Regions from separate parts of the Sus scrofa genome. Here region 2 is linked to region 1. The links are chromatin contacts, called in public HiChIP or PLAC-seq maps. All regions are on one chromosome and are shown on one strand. Each heading gives the region's core, a stretch centred on a gene start, on an enhancer-like site or on the middle of the called end of the contact. The rest is flanking DNA. Distances are from core to core; before and after follow the strand shown. Region 1 holds the start of CCM2 (cerebral cavernous malformations 2 protein). Region 2 holds the start of LOC100512448 (histone H2A.V).

Region 1 (5,344 bases), core at 2,187-4,686:
TTTCAAAGTTTTTAAACAATTTAAATAAATACCATTACTAGGAAAAAATAAGATCATGCCTATATGATGAAGTCTCCATAAAATTCCAATAGTTAGAAGATCTGGGTTGGTGAACACATGAAGGGGCCAGAAGAGTGTGGTGTTCAGAGCAAGCCCCTTCCCACACACATCCCCAGGCATCTCTCACTTTTTTTTTTTTTTTTTGGTCTTTTTGTCTTTTAGGGCAGCACCCTCGGCATATGGAGGTTCCCAGGCCGGGGGTCCAATCGGAGCTGTAGCTGCCGGCCAACACCAGAGCCACAGCAATGCCAGATTGGAGCTGTGTCTTCGACCTACACCACAGCTCACGGCAACTCTGGATCCCTAACCCACTGATTGAGGCCAGGGATCGAACCCGAAACCTCATGGTTTCTAGTCGGATTTGTTTCCACTGTGGTCCAAGATGGGGAAATCCCATTTTTTTAAAAAAAACTTTTCGGGGCTGCTGGTGTAGCATATGGAAGTTCCCAGGCTAGGGGTCAATGCCACAGCCACAGCCACAGCCACACCAGATCCAAGCCGCATCTGCAACACAGGATCCTTAACCTACAGATCGAGGCCAGGGATCAAACCCACATCCTCATGGGTACTAGTTGGGTTTGTTTCCACTGAACCACGATGGGAACTCCTAGGCATCTCTTTTATCTGGATCTTTGTCATATCCTTTTACAATGAGCTGATAAACAATAAACTATTTTTCTGAGTTTTTGTGCCATTCTAGCACATTAATTGAACCCAAGGAGGAGTCCTGGGAACATTCAGTTTACAGCTGACTGGTCAGAGGCAGAGGTAACAACCTGGACTTTTGTTGTCATCTGAAGTGGGGAGCAGGGCAGTCTTGTGGGACTGAGCCCTTGACCGGTGGGATCTGATGCTCTCTCCAGAATTGAGTTAAAGTGTAGGACACAGCTGGTGTTGAAGAATTGCTTGGTGTGGGAAAAATGCCCACACATCTGGTGTCAGAAGTGTCAAGAGTGGTTGTCGTGTGAGAGTAAGGAGAAATATAGGAGTTGAGTGAGTTTTTCCTAAACCTAGGTTAAGGGAAGTTTTAGTAGCGTTATTTACAGTGTTACAGAGAGACAACTATGGAAAGGTACATCAGTGGAAGATCTTAAAATATCAGACCAATGTTCCGTAGTGGTGGATGGAACAACCACTGAATGCACTGCGTTATTCGTGTCTGTGCATGTGGCAAGCTAAACTATTGCAGGAGGGAGACTGAAAGGTCATTTCCCACACTTCTGCTTTATGTACCCAGGGACTGCAGTACCTAATGCCTTTAGGGAGTGCTGGGGACTACTTGTTTCTTTGGTGTCTTTATCTAATAGGGTCCAATCAGGAGACAAACAGTGCAGGAAGGGTTTAATACAGAGAATTACAGTAACAAGGGAATGGCTGTTAAAAGTGAAGGGAGGGGGAGGGATTAATTTGGAGTCTGGGATTAACATATACACACTACTATACATAAAATAGGTAACCAACAGGACCTACTGGATAGTACAGAGAACTACCCTCAGTATTTTTGTAATAACCTATAAGGGAAGAGAATCTGAAAACGAATATATATAACTGACTCACTTTGCTGGATGCCTGAAATTAACACAACATTGTAAATCAACTCTACTTCAATTTTTAAAAAAGTTAAGAAAAAATGGAGAGAACTCTGAAGGCCACAATGATAGTAGATATAAGGGCAGCTACTATTCTGAGTGCTAAGCTTCTGAGGAATAACCTCGCCCCCTCAACCCCCCCAGGCTGAGGTCCAGCCTTTGGTAGAGAACAGCTCTGCTCAAGGAATGGCAGAGAAGTGCTGGCAGAACTTGCTGTAGTCCACCCTCCAGAGTGTGGGAAAACTGTTCCTGAAGGCGGCGTCTCGCCGACCTCAGACCACAGGGGAGCTGGGTGCTCCCGGCACTGGAGAGCCAGGTGCTTGCGAGAACCTGGAGCTGGAGAAGTTACCCTTGATGTAGGAAGGTGGGTGCTTTAGAGGCCTCTTTCTGCAGGTGCTTTTTCAGAAAGCTCACTGGAACCAGGCAGTAAAGCTCCTTCCTCCTGCACTGCCTCCCTGCAGTTTCTACCCGCAAAGCTTCACACTGGGCCGCCTGGCAAGGGAGGACAGCTCAAAGGGCCCAGCTCCATCCCACGATGGGAGCCGAGAGAGAGACCATTGACCCCTGGCACAGGATCTAACACTCTAAAAAGTTAACCAGTCGAGACAAATATTGTTTTGTTTGGTATCAGTTTACATTTTAGTTGAACAGCAGGGTTCTTACTGGCAGCTGTTTGGTGGCAAAACAGTGGGCCTGCTGCTGCTGACTCCACTTCACAGTGTGTTTTGGGCAAACCATCTCTCTGGACCTCATCGGTAAAAGGTGGCTGTTATTTCTAGGTGACTATTAAGGTTCTGTGTGTGGGAGTTCCCTTTGTGGTGCAGAGGAAACCAATGCGACTAGTAACCATGAGGTTGCAGGTTTGATCTCCGGCCTCGCTCAGTGGGTTAAGGATCCCGTGTTGCTGTGAGCTGTGGTGTAGGTCGCAGACACAGCTCAGATCCTGCGTGGCTGTGGCTGTGGTGTAGGCCGGCAGTTGTAGCTCCATTTCGACCCCTAGCCTGGGAACCTCTATGTGCCATTAAAAAAAAAAAAAAGGTTCTAGGTTTTATTTATTTATTCATTTTGTCTTTTCTAGGGCCGCATCCGCAGCATACGGAGGTTCCCAGGTGAGGGATCTAATCGGAGCTGTAGCCGCCAGCCTGCACCACAGCCCCAGCAACACGGGATCCGAGCCACGTCTGCAACCTACACCACAGCTCAGGGCAACGCTGGATCCCCAACCCACTGAGCGAGGGCAGGGATCGAACCCTCAACCGCATGGTTCCTAGTGGGACTCGTTAACCACTGAGCCACGAAGGGAACTCCCGTTCTACATTTTATTCTGGTAGGGTCCGGACGTACTCGCTGTTGCATTTAAACTTTCCCAACGTGTTTGTCTAAGGAAGGCTGACGCTGAAACACAGGAAGTCTTAGCAAAAAGTTTCACTGCACCCACACGAAAGAAGGGCAAAGGGAGAAAGGAAAGGGAGTGGTCCTGTGCCCCTTCCCCGAGGCCCCGCTCCTCGAGCAGCCCCGCCCAGGTCTTCCCGCCTTCACCTTCCTGCAGGCCCCGCCCTCCCACTCCCGCCAACCACTCCGGTCCGCAGCCCCGCCTCCGATGACCGCGCCCCCTCTCGCCAGCCCCTCCCAGAGCCCCCACACCCCCACTTCCCGTCCTCACCTTCCCACAGGCCCCGCCCCTCCCGCCGGCCCCGCCCACCGTTTCTTGGCGGCCTGAGCCTAATCTGCTTGAGCGTGAGGCAGGCTGGGAAGTTGGCTGCCCAAAAGATGGCGGCAGAATTGAAACGCTGGAGCCGCTCGTGCGGCCCTGAGGCGCCGGGCTTGTGGGCGCGGGCTGCAGGCCCTCCCTGAAGGGCGTGGGGTGGGACAGGGGCGCGACAGGCGCGCTCCCGCGGCCCTGAAAGGGGCGGGCAGGGCAGGCGCGTTCTCGGCCGCCTGGAAGGGCTGGGGGCGGAGCGTGTGGGCCGAGGGGGCGTGCGCGCGCGGGGCGGGGCGTGGTCGCGGGGGCGGGGCTGCGCCCTCGGTCCGGAAGTGCGGGGTGCGGGGTGCAGGGCGCGGACGGCCCCTGGCGGCCGCGGGAGGAGACTGCGGCCAGGCTAGCGGCGCAGGAGCGGCGGCGGCCGCGGGGCCGGGGCGAGCATGTAGCGGCCGCGGGCGGCGCGGGGCTCCCGGGGCGGGCCGGGCCGCGGGGGCCGCTCGCGGCGACATGGAGGAAGAGAGCAAGAAGGGCAAGAAGGTGAGGCTGCGGGGCGCGTCCTCCCGAGGGCCGGGCGCGGGGTGGGCTGGACCCCCGACCAAGGCAGGAGGCTGGCGGAAGGCGGAGGGTCTGGGGCTGGGACTAGGGGGGGAGTGAGGGGGACGCGGGAGGGTCGCTCGGGGCCGCCTGTCGGTCTGCCGGTGCGGGGCGTGGGAAAGTCTGGTTTCGGGAGGTCCGTGGAGGGGAGTTTTGATTTGGGAGGTTCAGTGTGGGGAGGCGAGGCGTGGGGAGGTCCGGGACGGGAGTCTGGCGTGTGGACTCCGGCGTGGGGAGGCCAGGCACAGGGAGGTCCCGGGCGGGAGTCCGGCGTGGAGAGGCCCCAGGTTGGAAGTCCGGCGTGGAGAGGCCCGGAGGCACCCGCGGTTGGGGTGAGCGTGGCGGGCAGGCCAGGGCCCCCCGGTGGACAGTCCACGGTCAGTCCCGGACAGGGTCGTGGGAGTCGGTCTCTGCGCGATGGAGTACGAGGCGAGCCCCTGGACAATGGGGTTAGGTGGTCCTTTGCCGGCCGGGAGCGCGGGGGAGGAAGGAGCCACGCCTTTCCGCCCCTTCCGGTCAGTAACTCTGCCCCAAACCCAGGCTGTCCACATGGCCTTCCCCGCGGGTCAGTGACCAGGGGCTGCAGAGGAGCTGGCCCTGGTTATGGGCCAGAAAGTTTTCCAGGGTTAGTATCTTTGAGAAAATGGGGTGTACGGTAATGGAGAAACATTTGCTGCTGAGTTGACTTCAATTTTGGGGTATCAAGTAAAAGCAAAAACCGTGTTTCATGGTACAGCAGGCTCACTCACGGTAGGCCCGCAGAGGTCGAGTTTTGCTCTACCTAATCCCAGCTGAGTGATTTCAGTGATGTTATGTTTGGCAGTTAGATTTAGGACATAGTTCAAGAGGTTCCTCAGTCTGTGTAATTTTAAAAGTGTGGCTTTAATTACAGGCTAGAGTAATCGATAAACTCACCATTTTTCGGAGACAAATAACCACGTGGGATAAGCTGTCATCAAAATGGAAAATGGGTTTCAATGCAGTGCATCTTTTTCAAATACAGGCTTTATAATTGACGTGTCTTACCTATTATTTTCGTTTTGATAAATGTGTGTGCACTTTTATACACAAGTTTAATAAAAGACCTTGATAAATTCCGCGACCCTCTGCTTTTCAGAGGCAGCCGTCCTTGCGGCGATGATTACGCATCGCAGGGTGCCCCATTTTACTGAGGTATTTGAAGGGAAGTGCAGGCAGGTGGTCTTCAGAGGACTGTGTAATGCCGCTTCTCCCACCTCCTTTACTCCTTCCTTTCTTATGTTATCCATACACACGTCTGGAGTTCCCGTCGTGGCTCAGCGGTTAACGAACCCGACTAGCATCCATGAGGACATGGGTTCGATCCCTGGCTTCTCAGGGGGTTAAGGATCTGGCATGGCCGTGAGCTGTGGTGTAGGTT
Region 2 (5,467 bases), core at 2,699-5,198, 83 kb before region 1:
TGGCTGAGGCATAGGCCAGCAGCTACAGCCTGGGAACTTCCGTGTGCCAAGGGTGTGGCCATTTAAATAAAAAACATAAGAACAGAAAGCAGAATAATGGCTGCCAGAGGATGGGGAAAAGTGTGGAAGGGAGAATTACTGTTTAATGGGCACAGAGTTTCAATTTGGGAAGATAAAGTCCCAGAGATGACTGACAACAGTGGTTGCACAACAATGTTAATATACTTACTGACACTGAATTGTACTTCTTTATTTTCTTTTTAGGGCCATAGGTGCGGCATATGGAAGTTCCCAGACTAGGAGTCAAATCGGAGCTGCAGGCCTATGCCACTGACACAGCAGCACAGGATCCAAGGTGCATCTGTGACCTACACCACAGCTCACAGCAACGCCTGATCCTTTGAGGCCAGAATCAAACCCGCATCCTCATAGTTACTAGTCAGGCTCGTTACTGCTGAGCCATGCCAGGAACCCCCCGAATTGTACACTTTACAATGGCAAAATGGAAATCGTTGTTACGTGTATTAAAAAAGACATTCAAACTTTCTCACGGGTTAAACAAATACTACTTCCAGTTGATATAAAGTAATTATTTACCAAATAACCTTAATGTTCACAAATGAGGCAAAGTATATAAATACCGTGGACCAGGCACCCATTTCAACAAAGAGATCGCAGATGTATGCTGATAAGGAACAACTCTGAAAAGCCACCTGTGTAAAAGGCAAGGGATGTGGAAGTACGGAGAGCTTCTGTTTATGTAAAAGTGGAGCACTGCAGAGTGTGTCCATATACATCTAGTCACAAAGTAAGTTAGAGAAGTTATTTGCCTCTAGGGAGGGAATACTAAGGATCTGGCTAGACAAGGAAACCAATATTCTCTTTGGATTTTTTTTGTGGGAGGGGGGACAAGCACAAGGCATGCGGAAGTTCCCAGGCCAAGGATCAAACCCAAGCCACAGCAGCAGCCACAGCTGCTGCAGTGACAATCCCAGATCCTTAACCCGACGCGCCACAGAACTCCTCGTTGGATGGTTTGATTTTACTATTTGAAATCTATGATTTCTTGTCTGTTTAAAACAAACAAAAACTAGTTAAAGAAATCAGTTTCCAAGATTGGCTAGCTGTTTGAGGGTCTGTGTTTTTTTGCGTGGTTTTTTTTTTTTGGTTTTGTTTTGGGTTTTTTTGCTTTTTAGGGGCTGCACCCGCAACATATGTTAAGTTCCCAGGCCAGGAGTCGAATAGGAGCTACAGCTGCCAGCCTGAGCCACAGCAACTTGGGATCTGAGCCATGTCTGCGACCAACACTGTAGCTCACAGCAATGCCGGATCCTCAACCCACTGAGGTCAGGGATCAAACACACACCTTCATGCATACTAGTCAGATTCGTTACCACTAAGCCACAACAGGAACTCCTAAAATATTCTTTAGGCTAACAATCAACTATGTACACCACTTCAAGCACTACCCCATCCCTGGGGTCTCAGATGATTTAATGTTTACTTCCCAAAAACCACATGGAGGGAAGAAAAAGGTCTTGGCAGGTACTAGAAGCAGGGGGAAAAAACCTAATAACTAATATCTCTTCCTTAAATTTAAAAATTTAGCGAGAGACTGATTTAATAGAATTGATAATTTGTAGCCTTCTACAAGGATGCCTCATATATGTTAATAATCTCTGTTTTGTTTTGTTTTTTTTTTTTTGCTTTTTAGGGCCACACCCATGGCATATAGAAGTTCCCAGGCTAGAGGGCGAATTGAAGAAGATACAACTGCCGGCCTACAACACAGCCACAGCAACGAAGGATCCAAGCCTCATCTGTGACCTACACCACAGCTCATGAACACTGGATCCTTAACCCACTGAGTGAAGCCAGGGATCAAACCCAAATCCTCATGGCTCCTAGTCAGGTTTGTTAACCGCTGAGCCATGAAGGGAACTCCTATTTTATAATTTCTGACCATGCTGCTATACAAGAAAAGCTTTCACATCAATTGATTTCTGAGGTCAGTTTAAGTAACCATATATTCTCACTTATTCTTCAAATAAATCTTTTCAGCTCTATTTGCCCTGGTGTAAAACATTTAAAAACCTCTCAATTGATATATGAGTCTAAAATTATAATCACTGTCTATGAATGAATTATGAAATAAGTAGTTATCAATTAAAAGTTACCAACTGCAAAACACCCCATGTTTCCCAGTTTACTGTTTGTAAGCAATGCTATGCTTACTGTTTCAAATGCATCATATTTGTTGTTTAACTTATTTGCTTTTCAAAGAAGTGGACATGAAATTAATTTTTAAAAATCTCAGTCAACTAAATGACTACTTCCACAGTTTGGAGGCTTCACATACATTTCTTTCTTTTCTTTTCTTTCTTTCTTTTTTTTTTTTTTTTGCTTTTTAGGGCCGCACCTGTGGCCTGTGGAGGTTCCCAGGCTAGGGGTCTAATCAGAGCTACAGCTGCCGGCTTACACCACAGCCACAGCAACTCGGGATCCAAGCCTCGTCTTCGACCTACACCACAGCTCAGGGCAACGCGGGATCCTTAACCCGCTGAGCAGGGCCAGGGATCGAACCGGCAATCTCATGGTTCCCAGTCGGATTCGTTTCCGCTGTGCCCTGACGGGAACTCCACAGATACATTTGTTATATTTAACAAAAACATACTTTTATGGAACCAAACTTATGTGAATACAAAACTGCACAGAAAATGAATAATTACTTTCTCTTCACCACCCCCTCAAACTGTGCTTACGTTACACTCTCCCAACTTCGCACATTTCAAAGACGATGGACTGAGAAACAAACTACAAGCATGACAAAATTTTTCTTCCAAGATCCGAGTGAGTATTAACCTGAGTTAGAAAATACGCCTACGGAGCCGGCTAAAGTACATTTCATTCAAAAAAAGTTGAAAACTGGATGCCAACCTGCTTTCACCTTAGTTTAACAGTCACGTGCTCACTCACTTCTCCTTAAGCTCAAAAAATCTCAAAACAAGAATGACACCCCACGCCTCCTGTATTTTTAGCTTACGTGAACGCCCGTGTATTTTTAGCTGCTGGTAAAGGGGCAGCCAATATACGGCACGTCGCTAAAGATTAAGTGGGGGACACCCTAAAACCCAGCGAGGAGCAGGAGAAGCATGAGCTCCGGCAAACCAGTTCACGGAGCAGCTGCAAGCCGTGCCTCGGTCGGCTGTGGAAGTGCTTCCGCTAACTGCACACCAGTTGCGGAGACCGGGTGCAACGATCCACAAGGTCGACTCCGGTTCTGAGGTGTGAGAACGTCACAATAACCACAATTTCTGCCTGCGGTTCAGCACCCGGCAGGGCTGTCTCCGGAGGGCGCTCGGGCGGACCCTGCTCGTCGCCTCGGCGTCGCCGGCTCACTCCCGAGCGGGGCACAGCCAGCGCTCGCCGCCTTTCCCTCCCAACTTTACACCGGGCCAAGTTCTCTCCACTCGCGTCTCTGAAAACCCGCACTTTCTAACCCACGCACAATGTGGGGCTCTAAGTGGGTCGCGGGGACCACGGAGGTGCTGCGGTGCTGCGAGGGCTGTTCGGCTCAGGGCCGCCCGGGCCGAGGCCCGCGCACCTCGGTTCGCGCCAGCGCCGCGGCGGGCGAGGCCGGGACCGCGGGCAGCCCCGCCGCCTGACGTCCGCCCCGCCGCTGTCGTCGCCGCCTGACGCCCATCGCCGCCTCAACAGGTAGCGGCGCCGCCTAGCCATCGACGCCCGCCCCGCAGCCCTCACCATGGTCTCGGCCGCTCCCGCCCTCGGTCCCGCCGAGCCGTCGCCGCCGCTGCCGCAGCACCGACCGCCACTGCCGCCGCCGTCGCCGCCGCCGCTGCCGGAGCTCGGACAATAACCGAGGCCCGCCTCACAGAGCCCCGGCCAATGCCCGCTCGCCTTGCTCGTTTGAACCCCGCCGGCCGCCCAATCGTGAGCCTCCTTCTAGACAGACCCCGCCCCCTCGGCCCCTCCTCCCTAACGGCTGTTTGTTTTTGCACACGGCACGCGGAGGCGGGGCCTCGGACCCCCAACACAGACGCGCCTGTGCGCGACCAGGGGCGGGGCCAAACTCCCCTCTCCGCCAGTCTTCAGGGCTGGAGCCTGACAAACGGAGGGATTCACCAATGAAAGGGGACGGCTGGAGGAAGTTATCCAATTAGAACATCGCCCGCGAGCAGGGGAGGCGGGTCGCGGGGAACGACAGCGCGATTAGCCAATGGGTGGAACGACTTGAGGCGGCTCTGACTTTCCCGCCCTTTCTTAGTGTCTGAGAACTGTTTGGGAAGGGAACTGCTGTCTGTCTGCTTCCCCTGGCGGCTTTTCAGATTCTGATTATTTCTCCGTGCTAGCGGAGGCTCGCTTCACGGCGGCACTGCTCCGGGGCATCTCGTGGCCCTTCGCCTCAGCGCCTTCCCTCTGCCGTTAGGTTAGCCGCCCAGCGAAAAGGGGGAGAAACTCTGAAATGGGGTCGCAATCTCCGAGCCTGCGGCCAAGTTGAGGCACGCGCGCGAAGAAGGGCTCGTCGGCCCACGGCCACTGCCCCCGGCTGCCCCCAGGACCACACAGCCCGCAGTTGCCGGGGCCCGGTCCGGGCTCGGGGCCAACTCTCAGCGGTTGCAGTTTTAAAACTTTGCCTCTTTTCCACAACTGTCTGCACTGACCGCGCCGGGCAGCGTTCCGGGTGTGCAGAGCCCACCGTCCCGCGCGGAGATTTGGTTCTGGCGCGATTATCACCAGGTGGGGAGATCCTGTCCCAAAGTGAGAGTGATCTTACTTCTGACCCCGAGGATGTAACATGGGGTGGGGGTGGAGGAGACCCTTCGTTTTTAAGGAAATGTAACGAGTTCGAAGGGAGGAAGAGGGGGGAGCTGCTAATAAGGATTTGGAAAAATGCGAGTGAAGGTATAGACGAGCGAGGAGAAGGGAGCGGGCGGCAGTGAGATCGGAGGCCCAGGTGAACCAAGCCTGCAAAGTAGGTAGCAAAGCTGAACAATAGAAGCGTTGGGAATTGATCCAGTGAGCGATAACCACGGTTAATCACTGCCCTTCTGTGTCCCTGGCCCTGGCGAGGGCGGTCCGAGTCGGCCAGAGCATCCCCTGTGAGTTCACCTTCAACAGATCGCCTAGGGCCCGCTGTTGGGAGGCACTGTGCTAGGATTCTGGGGCTGGCAACCTTGGCCTGTCCGTGCCCTAACCGTCCTTGACAGCAGGGGTCAGATGTTGAAGAAGGAGACAGGCCACTGTGTGAATGATAATCAATGCAAGTCCATGGAAGAGAGCAGGGTCCTTTGAGAGACAGAGGCCGAGGAATGTAATTTAGGGAGGGTGTAATTTAGCAGTGTTCCACCGAGAAAGGGCAAGTATAAAGGCTCTCAAGGGAAAAAGACTTGTCACAATGAAGGGACTTAGAAACAGGCCAGTGTGGCTGGGTAATTCTCGACTAGAT

Evidence for each region. HiChIP or PLAC-seq counts read pairs in DNA pulled down with a chosen protein or histone mark.
Region 2: a contact with region 1 is called in an H3K27ac HiChIP or PLAC-seq map of alveolar macrophages. The contact joins the promoter of LOC100512448 here to the promoter of CCM2 in region 1. A contact is called at or near these places in 1 of 5 promoter capture datasets (liver), 4 of 47 Hi-C or Micro-C datasets (alveolar macrophages, blood, liver and 1 more) and 2 of 2 datasets of contacts at active chromatin or transcription factors (alveolar macrophages and skeletal muscle).

The regions. Positions count from the first base shown.
Region 1 is chr18:50,448,534-50,453,877 of Sscrofa11.1, reverse strand. CCM2 (cerebral cavernous malformations 2 protein) reads left to right here and starts at 3,436. Exons shown (of 10, transcript XM_021079071.1): 1 at 3,436-3,888. The coding sequence starts at 3,859. LOC100739791 (a long non-coding RNA gene) reads right to left here and starts at 3,366. Exons shown (of 6, transcript XR_002340445.1): 1 at 3,352-3,366.
Region 2 is chr18:50,531,863-50,537,329 of Sscrofa11.1, reverse strand. LOC100512448 (histone H2A.V) reads right to left here and starts at 3,948. Exons shown (of 5, transcript XM_021078658.1): 1 at 3,763-3,948. The coding sequence starts at 3,765.